Regions from separate parts of the Mus musculus genome. Here region 2 is linked to region 1. The links are chromatin contacts, called in public Hi-C maps. All regions are on one chromosome and are shown on one strand. The core of a region is the stretch at or near the end of the contact, and the rest is flanking DNA. Distances in the headings are between cores, read along the strand shown.

Region 1 (6,189 bases), core at 2,767-5,266:
TCTCTAGACTGTGGAGATCACCTTCTTGCTAACCAGTCCTGCAGTCAGCTTTGGCTGCACTCGGGTGCCACATTATGCTTACTTGATAGCAGCCCAAGGGCTGTTCAGATGGGGGCTAAACCTGGGGCCACACCACGTAGCAACATCAGCATCTATATCTCATTTCTCTGAAGCCCTTAGACCTTAGGAAAAGAGCAGCCATGTTTGGGCGCATTCCCCACCTCTAACCTACAGGGCTCTGAGTTGAGAGCAGGCAATAAGTCACTGCTTACCAACAGCAGCTGCCTACAAAGCTGGGAAAACAAATTCACCTTCCAGTGATTAATAAATTAGCAGTTTGTAAGGCTCAGGCTCTTCCCTCTTCAATGATATTTTTTATTTTCTTTCAAGTTATATTGATTACACTGAAAGAGGCCTAGCCTGGGCAGTAACATGATACTCTCTGCAGCCTCCAGCACATTTTCATGAAGCAGATGGCCTCATGAAGTGGGGCTAGCCAGTGAGAATGTCCATGTGTTCTCTTAAAAACAAAAAACCTTATAGCCTGTAACGTGCCCCAGCATAGTACTAGGCACTGGGACAGGAGACAACATCGGGTCATGACCCTCGCCATTGTTCAAGGAGCTTACATTCCAGCAAGGAAACAGATAAGTAAGTACATAGCAAACCTGTCACTGAGTAGGGTGCTCTGCAAGTCTTCAGGGTGTCCCTATCTAGGCCAGGAAGTGTCATGAGGGCAGTAGTCACTCCAGGTATTTTGTCATCTACACTGAAGCTGGACAGACTGAGACACAAAGAAGCAAAGACATGGTGAAGAGATGAAATACAACCTCCTTGCCTAAACTGTTCCTTCCTATTCTGATGGTACCAGAATTCCTGGAGAGTGTGGCTGCCATCTATCAGGACTTGCTATCTGGGAAAAACCCCAATACAGTGATTGTCCCAACATCATCCAGTGGGCAACACCGCCAACGACCTGCCTTGGGTGATGCCGGTATGCTGGATGGAGTGGAAGCATCACTGTTCTATCAGCGCCTGGAAAACCTGTGTGACCGGCACAAGTACAGGTGGGCATGGGCAGAGGCCCCACCTCAGCCCTGGAGATCAGGTTGCTGCTGAGAACAAGTCTCTAGCAGAATATTTTGATTGGTTCAGGGTTTCTATGCCCCAGGATGGTCATGATTTTAAAACATAACCACGTGTGCCTAAAGCACACTGAGGACAGACTAGCTCAAGTATCTGGTTTTCTAAGGGAAGACTAGCTTTGGCTATTTGAAACAGAAACATTCACAGAAAGGGAAGGTTAAACTGTCCTGTATAGGACAAAGGCCCTTGAGGGACACAGCCTCCAGGCAAGAAGCTGACAGTAGCAGTGTCCTCTTCCCCACTCTTGTATGTTCCCTGTACAAAAGATAGTTATGGGTTGGGATGTGGCAGAGTACATGTTCCATCTCTAATTCCACCAGCTGAACAGCAGTAAGCATACCAGCCCTCTGTCTGCAGTATGGCCTGCTCCTGCAGGGAGGCCTCTGTCTGCAGTATGGCCTGCTCCTGCAGGGAGGCCTCTGTCTGCAGTATGGCCTGCTCCTGCAGGGCCTCCCAGCTTTGATGTCCTGCAGGTGTGGATGAAAAAATAGCACTTAGATTAAATCTGCCCTCCGAATTCTCCCTTTTAGCTGTCCACCACCAGCGCTTGTCAAAGAGATCCTGAGCAATGTCCAGAGGCTGACTTTCTATGGATTCCTTGTGGCCCTCTCAAAGCATCATGGGATCAACCAAGCCCTGGGTAAGCAGAGCTCACTGTGATCACCTGCGCTCCTCCTAACAACACAGGCAATAGCCGGTCTGTCCGCATGGCCCTACAGGAGTAGGATTCCTGATTCCTCCAGCCGAGAAACTGCAGTGTGCATAATCTGCCTGTGCCTAGGAGGTCCCTCACATCCCCACGTGACTGCTGTGACTGACAGCCTTCTGCCCTGCCCCAACATGAATGAGTTCCCTGGCATAGGCCTGCCCAGCCCCTCCCTACAGAATCCCTGGTTCTGTTCTAGGGAGTGGCCTGCAGGTTGGGCAGACACAAAGTTATTTACCCAGTGACTCTGGAGATTATATATCAAAGCAACCTGGATCCCATCTAGAAACAGGGCAAAGGTGTGTCTGGGAGGTGTTTTTTTTTTTTTCCCAGCTGGGGGGCAGGGGAAGAAATCTGATGAATCTGAAAAACAGGAAAAAAAAAAAAAGGTGGAGACTGGCCATTTTACTACCTATCATTTCTATTCTCACTGGCTGGCCTCCTCCACCCACTGTATCCTTCCCGCTACACCCCTCCCACGCGCACAACCACTCCTCTCCCAGTTAGGGACCAGCAGGCCACTCTTGCTCTGAAGGTTTGTTGATTTTTGTTGTTTTGAGGCAAGGTCTCATTGTATATGTAGCTCTGTGTAGCCTGGAGTGTACTAAGTAGACCAGGCTAGCCACCTGCCTCTGCCTCCAAATGAGTGCTGGGATTAAAGGCTTATTAGTACGTTTTTTTGTTTTATGTTTTTTTGTTTTATTTTGTTTTTCTTCGGTTTTCCGGAACAGGGTTTCTCTGTGTAGCCCTGGCTGTCCTGGAACTCACTTTGTAGACTAGGTTGGCCTTGAACTCAGAAATCCTCCTGCCTCTGCCTCCCAAGTGCTGGGATCAAAGGCATGCGCCACCACTGCCCGGCTTGTGTTAGTAAGCTTTAAGCACTTACTATTATGTCTTTGCTCGGGAGACTCTCCTGTGTGATTAGATCCAGGTTCCTGAGCCTCCCCTCTGTGCCAGTTTAGGGAATGGCATCGAGGGAAGGGCAGCTAATGAACATCTGCTAAATGCCTCACACAGCTGGCCAGAAGCTGTACTGGAACCTTTATGCTTATTTCTGTATACACACTTCAGCCAGAGTTCTAGAGGAGACAGGCGAGCTAAGTAGTCAATCAGAAGCCTGGTTACTAGCAATGATCACAGCCCGTGTTAACTGCATCCCCCCCTGTTCAGGCAGTGTTGGGGCACCTTTAATACCAGCACTCAGGAGGTAGAGGCAGAGGAGGCAGATCTCTATGAATCTCTGTGAGGCCAGCCTGCTCTACAGAATTTCAGGATAGCCAAGAATACTGTTTCAAAAAGGGAGGGAGGGAGGAAGGGAGGGAGGGAGGGAGGGAGGGAGGGAGGGAGGGAGGGAGGGAGGAAGGAAGGAAGGAAGGAAGGAAGGAAGGAAGGAAGGAAGGAAGGAAGGAAAACAGAAAAGAACCTTCTGAAGGGAAAAAAAAAGGAGCCTTGTGCAATGTTTCCTACATCCTGATTAGTGGCTAGTGTGTAGACTAAGCAGTGACAGAGGCAGCATGTGTTAGAAATAGGAACTTGGAAATACCCTGGTTCTGTTTGTGGAAGGCTGGGATACTCCTGAAACACCCCACAAAATTATAAGATGAATCACCTGATGCCTCTTAGAAGAGTCAGTGCTGGACACTTTTGAGTCTTTCTGAAGCCCAGCATCACTGTCCAGTCTAGGGACTAAACTACCATTAAGCCCTGATCTTTCAACAATTTACTGGCAACAATCTTTCTCTCTGAAAATTTCAATCCCTCAAGAAATGTCAATTGTATTTATCCCCAGCAACCAACAAAAAAAGAAAACAGAAAAGAATCTAATTAATTTGTAAAAGAGCAAAAAGAAAAAAATTTAAGTGGGGAAGCATTCAAGACTCTTCATACACTTCCCAATAGAATCAGCAAACTATGCCCTCATGGCTAAGGAACCAACCCAGACAGATGTTAGTCTAAGTCATCAGGGTGGGACTGCTTCCCCCCCCCCCCCAACATAGCCCTGACCTGGGGACATACAATTGGCTATTTTCTACCCCTGGAGTCACCTTAGGCCATTACCATCCAGCATAGCACTGGGGCCTCAAGAACTAGACACCCAGTGCTGCCACAAGAACTAGACACTCCCAGTACTGGTCACAAGAACTAGACACACCCAGTGCTGGTCACAGACCCACCTCCAGTCTTGGAAGGGGATTGATCACCTGGTTGTAATCTTCTTAGCTGTCACTCTTGTCCCAAATGAGGAAGGGAAAATAGCGAGTCTCACTACATCTATAAAGTGGTACTCAAGATTTCTCGTTCCACATAAACTAACTTTCCCTGGTCAACCAGTTGTCAGACATGAAGGCAAAGGGCAAAGTATCTGCTTCCTGGTTGAAGGGCCCTCCTACTGTTTTATGACTTCACCCCAAATACCTGTCTTCTAGGAGCTTTGCCAGACAAAGGAGACCTGATGCACGACCCAGCCATGGATGAAGAGCTGGAACGGCTGTAAGTGTCAAGTGGGAAGATGCTGCCCTCTTGCGGAAGCCAAATCTGTCAGATGTGGCTGTGCCCCACTGTAGGCGACACAGCACACTGGTCAGGGAAAGGCTTGGGGCCAGGAGAGAAGAGAGGCACCATAAGTCCTTGGGGCTCTGCCCAAGTCTAAGAGTAAGTAGAGGTCCTCATCTCTGAACAGGAGATTCATCACATCACCCTCTGGGCTTCTTTCCTTCCTCAGGCTGGTCCAGGTCCCAGGCCTGGTCAACTCCATCACTGCCACTTCTGAGGCCAGCTGCCTGCCTTCCCGAACCCCTCCCCGGGTTGGTTCCCCGTGGAAACCCCTCCATCGCTCCCGCAAATTGGATGCAGAGAGCGATGGCTCCACTGAAGAGACAGATGAGTCTGAGACTTGAATCTGAAGGGTCCCATCTGTGGCCTGTACCTTGTTCCCACCCTGCTTTTGCTGCCCACACCAGACTTCTCCAGCATCACTGTGCCACCCTCTGCTGAAGAGAAGGGTGAATTAATAACAGCCCTAGTAAGACCAGCCCAGTTCAGTGATCCTCAGAATCCCCTAACTCATGCTCTCAGCAACCTGCTGGGCCCTGAGCTGACATACATCACAGAGAAGGGTCTGCTTTAGTCTTCTGTTGGCAGGGCTGCTTATGCTTTAAGTACTGTCATCTCAGCCAGTCCATGATCCTCCTAGTAAGGGTAATTTTTCACAACAGCATTTATAAGGGAAACGTGAATTAGTAATGCAGGGTCTTCCTGGTGGAGGGTGATTCCTGAGAGCATGTGCTGGGAAGACCTATCAACTGGCCTGCTGGAGAGATCAGCCACTAGCTGGAATAAGAGGGAGGATGGGCAAGAATTTTACTTTCAAAATATACTTCAAGTTTGTATGGAATAGTCAAATCTGTGAAATGAATAAAGTCCCTTGTGTCTGGTAAGCAATGAGTCTAAAGCCAGTAGGCTCCAGGGAGGGAAGGCAAAGTGGAACTTGGGTGCTTTTCTGACTGGATGGGAGGCGGAACTTGGGGGCCATCCAGGATGGCCACCTGCCTCAACTGACAGAGGACCTGGCCTCCTACAGATGAGGACAGCCGTTCAAAGCAGGTGTTGTGAATTTGGCCCGAGTGTTTGGTCAGGTTCTCCACCTATGAGACCCTGGCCACAAGAACTAGATAAGAGCTGCACAGCCTTCTCCACTAGATATTTGTGAAGACCAGACCCCAGGTTAGGCAGTGGTGCACATCTGCACAAAGCAGGCCTAGGGTTTTGGAGCAGAGACTGGAAAGGTCAGAGGTGAGCCTCATCCTTCTTGAATGAGGTAGGTCTCCACAAAATAAAATTCACTAAGGAGTCATGACTGCCTGCTCCAAGTAAGGCCGATGTTAACATTCACTGGACACATAATTTTCCTGCATCTTCCCTGCCAATGGATGGTTGCAAGTGGCTTCCAAAAGCCCTGTGGTACCAAGCCTACCTACAGGCATCTGAGGTTTCTCAAATTCTTGTGTGTACCCGATCCACAGAGAAACTTGTAACAGTGCCAATCACCAAGCCGGAGTCCTACTATCCCAAGCTGGGGTTGGAAACAAATCATGTATTTCAAACACCCCGGATGATTCCAAGGTACTAGAAAGCACTTGGAACTTGGCTTCCTGTACCTGCCTTTCTAATCATTTCCCAGAGTAGCTTATAACTGTATGCTGAGGAGTTCCAAGGACAGAGTGACCCTGTAAGGAAAGGGGTTTATATATGGCATCTCTAACTCTTCTAAAATGTATTTATATATTAAAAAGTCTGAATCTTTAAAATGTTTCTCCAAGCCAGGCATTTTACTAAAT
Region 2 (6,189 bases), core at 2,352-4,851, 130 kb before region 1:
TCAGGACGTTGTATCACAAGGATGCCCTGTTGGTCTCTGTGAATGTGAAGGGCTGCTGAGTGTGTTGTGGCCTGAGCTGCAGCTAGATTCTATCACTTTATTCTTACAGTATACATCCTAGCAAATTTTAATATACTGTAAAACAGTGGCTGGCCAGTACCGTGTCTGTGTCTCTAAGACTGAGCACTAGAGAACTTGAAAGCAAGAAGTTAGCCCCAGAGGATCTACCTCTGTGCTGTGTGTAATGTCTACCTTTAAATGTTGTCTTCTAAACAGGGAGGTGAAGGGAATTCATATTTGAGGGGCTTCTATAAGAATGGACCAGGTCTGGGGGCTGGTGAGATGGCTCAGCGGGTAAGTACACTGACTATTCTACCAAAGGTCCTGAGTTCAAATCCCAGCAACCTCATGGTGGCTCACAACCATCCGTAATGAGAGCTGATGCCCTCTTCTGGTACATTTGAAGTCAGCTACAGTGTACTTATGTATAGTAATAAATAAATCTTAAAAAAAAAAAAAGATACCAGTCTTTAAAAAAGAATGGACCAGGTCAGCACTGGGCCAGCGTCTCTGACGGTATGTATCCAAGAAAATGGGGTGAAGTCGCCCTGACTTAGAGACCGCAGGTTTCTAGTGTGGCCAGGTTCTTGTGGGAAGGGTAACAGGAGAACCGTGGCTTTTTAAGACATTGGAAAATAATGATGAGAGAAAGAAAGAAAAAAGGCTGGAATTTGAGAATGGCTATGAGGATTGGGGACCATTTCTCACAGCTAATTGATAGTTACAGCCCTGTGGCACCAGGGAGCTTGACCTCTGCATCCTAATATAGAAAAGAGCAATGCTGTGGTCTTGGTCCCTGGGCCAGAGGTCTTTTTGTCTTTGTGTTCGTTTTCATTTTCGATGCAGTTTACATGCTGACTGCTTTGGTTTCAAAGAGAAGTACATAGACTTCTTCATTGGTAGAAGTAATTATAAAGTCCTTTTTAGATTTATTTTTACTTTAATGTATGAATGCTTTGCCTGCATGTATGTGTGTACTGTGTGTGTTCCTGGTACCTGCAGTAGTCAGAGGAGGACACTGGATCCCCTGGAACAAGAATTCTAGATGTTTGTGAGCCACCGTGTGGGTACTGGGAAGAGAATCCAGATCCCGGGCAGAAGCAACAAGTGTTCTGCGCTGCTGAGCCATCTCTCTCACCAGCCCTGATAGAGCTTTATTTTAAGGATAAAATCATAAACCAGTATTTACTTCAATACCCACTTTATCTAAGTTTTTCCAAAATAGGGTCTTGGTCTCATGTAGTCCAAACTAGCCTTGAACTCGCTATGTAACCAACTGTGACCTTGCACTTTTATTTTAAAAAATGTTTACTTATTTTATTATTTTATGTGCAAGAGTATTTTGTCAGCATGTATGCCTGTGGCCCACATGCATGCTTGCATGAGAAGAGTATCAGATCCCCCTGGGACTGAAGTTATGGATGGTAGTGAGCCATCATGCGGGTACTAGGAATTGAACTTGGGTTCTCTGCAAGAGCTATAAGTAGTCTTAACCACCAAGCCCAACCTTGAACTTCTGATTCTCCTTCCTCCACCTGAGTTCTGGGATCACAGGCATGTGTGCTGCCTAGGGTTACTCTGTATGCTAGATAAACACTTTACCAACTGAGCTACATCACGCTACAGACAGCCCCTCAGTAGCTGTGTTCGAGTACTTGCGTGTGCTTCTGTGTTCAGACACAGTGTGAACAAGTTGATGCTGTAAGAGCTGTGTCTGGTGAACACTTTGTGCTAAACACTGTTCTCAGCATACACCGTCATTAATTTCCATACACTTATGAGGTAGGATACCAGTATTAGTCCATTTCACACATTTGGGAATTCAGACACATAAAAGTCACATTCTGAAGGTTATACAGCTGGTAAGTATAATGAGATAAATAACAAGAGGTAACCAGGGTTATATGATTTATAGGATGCCTTCAAGACTCTTGGAGGAGAAGACATTGAGAGCATCAGGAGACAAGAACATATTTCACAGGCTGTCCCCCTTTCCTTTGTCTGCCTTGATTACCTTCTCTGCCTGTGTATGGAAAGATCATGTTGTTTTACTCTATGTGCTACTGTGTTCTTGGCAGTGGCTCTCAGGGAACATGCCAAAGTGCATGCCCTTGTGACTTAATGTCTTAACAAAGGGTGGCTCTGCAGACAGTGGCCTTCCTCATGCCTTGTTCAGATTCGATAAGAAAAGTAATAAAGCAGTCAGAAAAATAATTTGTGTTGTCCTTCATGTAGTATAAGTATGGAAATGGGAGGCTTTACCTATCAGGTTTTAGGAAAGGAACAACAATTTCATTCTAAGGCATAGTAATTATCAGAGTTCATTTGAGAAGTTGAATGCTTCTTTGGATTACTATCATAAAAAGTTTCAGCATCAAATTCCTTCTCTATTGTCCTGAATTAGAATAAACCCATGAAATGTGAATCTTATTAATTTACTCATAGAAGAAAAAAGTCCCAGTAGCACATATTCATAAATCACTGACTATATAATTCTAATGAAACAGCCCTTGGATTAAAAAATACAGAACACGGGCTGGTGAGCACTCACTGCTCTCGAAGAGGACCTGGGTCCAGGTCCCTGCATCCTCATAGCAGCTCACAACAGACAACTCACAACTGGCTGTTTCTCCAGTCCAACAGGACCCAACTCCCATTCTGAGCCTCTGTGGGCACCGCTGGGCACCATACACATGACATAATAAACACAGATTGTTTCTTCTTTTATACAGTAGGTACTCCCAAGGCCTATGAACAGTCTAGAATAATCAGGGCAAAGACGTTTCTAAAGTTGTCAGAGTGTTCAGACATACTCACCATCTCCCCTGTAAGTGCTGCTGCTTTGATTTGTCCTGTGCCCATGGCAGCAGAGGGACAGAGAACTGGGGCCCAGGAAACACAGCAGAGGCTTCTAAGCTCATGGCTTTGCATCAAGGATGTGTGTAAGACTTCCCTGGGCCATTTCTGCCCCATGTTTTTTCTACTTATTGTTGTTAAATTAAGTCAAAATGTGGTGTGGTGAAGCAAAAGTGACTGCCAGCCAGCCCCCTCCTGCCTTTCTCCACAGTTCAGCTCTTAGCTAGACTTGACTCATTGTAACAGAAAATTACCCATTTCTCATTGTCAACAACTGGATTCTCAGAGACTCACAATTGCCAGGAATAGATTTTGCCTTCAGTTAAAGCAGCACTGTCCTGTTACTGGCCCAGACACTTCTGCTAAACTGCCATTTGTGAAATGCAGAGAGATTTCTGGTTCTTTTCTGTATTAGGAGAGGTTTGCTAGGACAGACACACTCCAAGGAGCCATGGCAGGCAGTTGAGTCACCAGAATCTATTTGATGCTGAAAGAGCCGGAGTCACTGAGGATACAAGAACTGCCATTTGTGTAAAGTCTTTCTTCTTCAGGCCCTTCATGTCACCATCCCAGGAAACCGTCCAGCAAGCAGCACTTGACCTGGTGACCCAGGAAGTGATTTCACAGCCTACTGGTCCTCTAACTCATTGAGAATGCAGAGTCAAAGGTTAGAGAAGTAGTAACTGGTCTCGCTTCCTCTGTCAAGGAACACATGATTACCTCCCCCCATTTCCCAAGTCAAGAGGAACTCAGCGGTTAGGAAACCAGGAAGAGGAAATGAAGGCTGAAGGCCTCCTAAGGCCCACCAATAACAGTTCTGTTTTCATGGGAACGGCTTCTTTGTTTCTGGTCTAGCCTGCCATTTGCTGCTTCTGCCTTGTTATTTCTTAGAAAGTAATAATCTCCGGCTTCTTCCTCTTTGAACCTGAAGTGGTCTCAAGGTCGAGGACCCGGGTCACCTCCTGTTTTATAATAGTTCTTCCTCACCCTACACTTTGTGTACTTTTGAGACCCAAACAGCTGATGATTTGCCACATGCCTGTTAGCCACTTAGTGTCAGCCACTCGATTGCTCATTCAGATAACTGTCTAACAGAGCTTCTGTCTCACTGGATAATGCACTCAATTGTATTTTTTCTGTGCATTGTTGTGTCTGTACGAGGGTGTTAGAACTCTGGAGCTGAAGTTACAGACAGTTGTGAGCTGCCATGTGGGTCCTGGAATTGAACCTGGGTCCTCTGGAAGAGCAGACAGTGCTCTTAATTGTGGAGCCATCTCTCCAGCTTTCTCCTCTTTTTTTTTCCTTTTTCTCTTTTCTTTTCTTTCCTTCTCTTTCTCCTTCCCTCTCTCCCTCCCTTCGTCTTTGTTCTTCACTCATCTTCAACATCTACACTCAACTTCCTCTGCCTCTTAAGATTAAAAACTGTCAAGGTGTAATGGGAGAGCTGAGGTCCAGCCTTCTGGTTTGTGCTCTTCACTCTGGCTGGGCTGTGTTCAGGGTAATGGAAAGCAGACCTTCTCTCCTGAGGTCCTTGCTCCTCATGCTGGCAGTCAGACTCCAGCCTCTGAGCAGTTGGAATGTACTGAGAAACCACAGAGCCCAGAGAGAGCATTATGCAGGCAGTTCCACACAGGGGGAATCTATTTACACCACACAAGTTGCCGTTTACATGCGTGGATAATTGTTTATCTGCACACTCTCATACTTCACCTACTATGTAATACACATGCCCTGTCAAGAGGGTTTAACTAAGAACTGTTATCTCCAGATTGCCCTGAACATCCAGGGGATACTATGGGAATTTTGATGAAAAATCACCTTTTAAAGAGAGTGGTTTTTTTTAGTTCAATGTGATGTTTAGAATTTTAAACCATACAAGTCTGATCCCCAAACTACTCTGTTTCTTGCATATTTTCCTGACTAAATGTTTTTCTTCATTCCTTTGCCATACAGTAAGTATTGTGACAAAGCATCATGTATCAGTAGGAATTTGCCTGTAAAGAACTGTACTTTGGCTGAGGATAACGTTTACAGAGGAGCAGACAGCGGGAGCACGTGATCAGATCTTCTGCAATAGCATTAAGTTATATAGACAGTAGGCTAAGAGTTGAGAACAAGGAGAATGAATAGTTAAATAAGAGCAGTTAAGTAACAACACGGGGAGCTTTTCTTCATTGGGAAAGACAAATAGAATTTGCATAGGGGGAAAACGGGCTTTTAATATGGCCTGAAAGCACAGTAGCATAATGGTTAAGAATAGAGACTTTGATCTTTGTTTGAGGGCCTGCCAGTGTGTTTCGGGCAGGGTGCTTAGCTTTTTCTGTAAAACAGTGAGATTCATACATAAAAATATGTTCAATGCCAGGCAGTGGTGGCGCACGCCTTTAACTCCAGCACTTGTGAGGCAGAGGCAGGTGGATTTCTGAGTTCGAGGCCAGCCTGGTCTACAAAGTGAGTTCCAGGACAGCCAGAACCTGTCTTGAAAAAAAAAAAACCGAAAAAAAAATGTTCATTACCAAATTGTTGGAAGGAAAGATTAAATTAGATAATGGATGTGAAGGGCTTGTTGTTCAGCTTAAGGTCTAATGAGTGTTGCATAAGCTCTGGTCCATCACTGCTGACACTACTTCTCACGCAGCCACTGAGTAAGGTACCTGTACCTTACCCAGTGTTGTAGATGCTAGGGATGTAGCAGTGAACAAATCAGGAGGAATCCCAATCCTCGTGAAGATTCTGTTCTGAAATTGTCGTTTTTAATTCTTTTAGCTTTATTTTATGTGTTTTGCCTTATACATGTTCATACTTGGTGCCTGACATTGTCAGAGGATCGCTTTGGACCCCTAGAACTGGAGTAGGGATGCTTGGGACCTCCGAGTAGTTGCTGGGAACAGGATCTGCATCCTCGAAAGAGCAGCCATGTACTTTTAACCACTAAGCCATCTCAGCAGCTCCTGAGTATTGTTTTGATCCCACCTGTTTTTTATGTGTATATAATAATGTTAGAGTTATAAAAATGTGAAACTATTTGAGCTGATCTCATCCCTCCATTCAGCTGCATCAGTGATCCATCTTCCGGAAGCAGGATGAAGCTGTCAGTGTCAGTAACTTCCTAGTGGGAGGTTCAGGCTCTGCTGCAGCCTGGGGTGGCAAACGTTCCTAGTGTGAGTGGTGCCCTGGGTGGATCAGCAGCGATGCAAAGCAGCCCATCCACCCTAGTCCTGGTGGGGCTCTCATGTTTCTGATGGGCAGTTTCTGCTTACTATAAAGTACAGG

Evidence for each region. A called contact is a pair of places that touch in the nucleus more often than the background predicts.
Region 2: a Hi-C map of bone marrow-derived macrophages shows a contact between it and region 1, with 35 read pairs. The contact joins two enhancer-like sites. A contact is called at or near these places in 1 of 15 datasets of contacts at CTCF or cohesin (large pre-B cells), 15 of 484 Hi-C or Micro-C datasets (8-cell embryo, B cells, the MC3T3-E1 cell line and 8 more), 4 of 115 datasets of contacts at active chromatin or transcription factors (cardiomyocytes, embryonic basal ganglia, embryonic stem cells and 1 more) and 4 of 9 other capture datasets (adipose tissue, embryonic stem cells, liver and 1 more).

What each region holds. Positions count from the first base shown.
Region 1 is chr2:91,277,343-91,283,531 of GRCm38.p6, reverse strand. It overlaps 1110051M20Rik (RIKEN cDNA 1110051M20 gene), which reads left to right. Exons shown (of 9, transcript NM_175123.5): 6 at 872-1,067; 7 at 1,677-1,786; 8 at 4,279-4,342; 9 at 4,575-5,704. The coding sequence ends at 4,749. It overlaps Arfgap2 (ADP-ribosylation factor GTPase activating protein 2), which reads right to left. Exons shown (of 16, transcript NM_023854.2): 16 at 6,161-6,189. Among named protein-coding and RNA genes, the nearest start is that of Arfgap2, 15 kb to the right of the region's middle. Within about 2 kb of position 4,016, at least 32 of the 459 cell types and tissues checked have an H3K27ac peak or open chromatin away from gene starts, as enhancers often do. A contact at or near this core is called in bone marrow-derived macrophages, where this site is marked.
Region 2 is chr2:91,409,958-91,416,146 of GRCm38.p6, reverse strand. The region is part of intron 2 of 1110051M20Rik (RIKEN cDNA 1110051M20 gene); the gene reads left to right. Among named protein-coding and RNA genes, the nearest start is that of 1110051M20Rik, 32 kb to the left of the region's middle. Within about 2 kb of position 3,601, at least 84 of the 459 cell types and tissues checked have an H3K27ac peak or open chromatin away from gene starts, as enhancers often do. A contact at or near this core is called in bone marrow-derived macrophages, where this site is marked.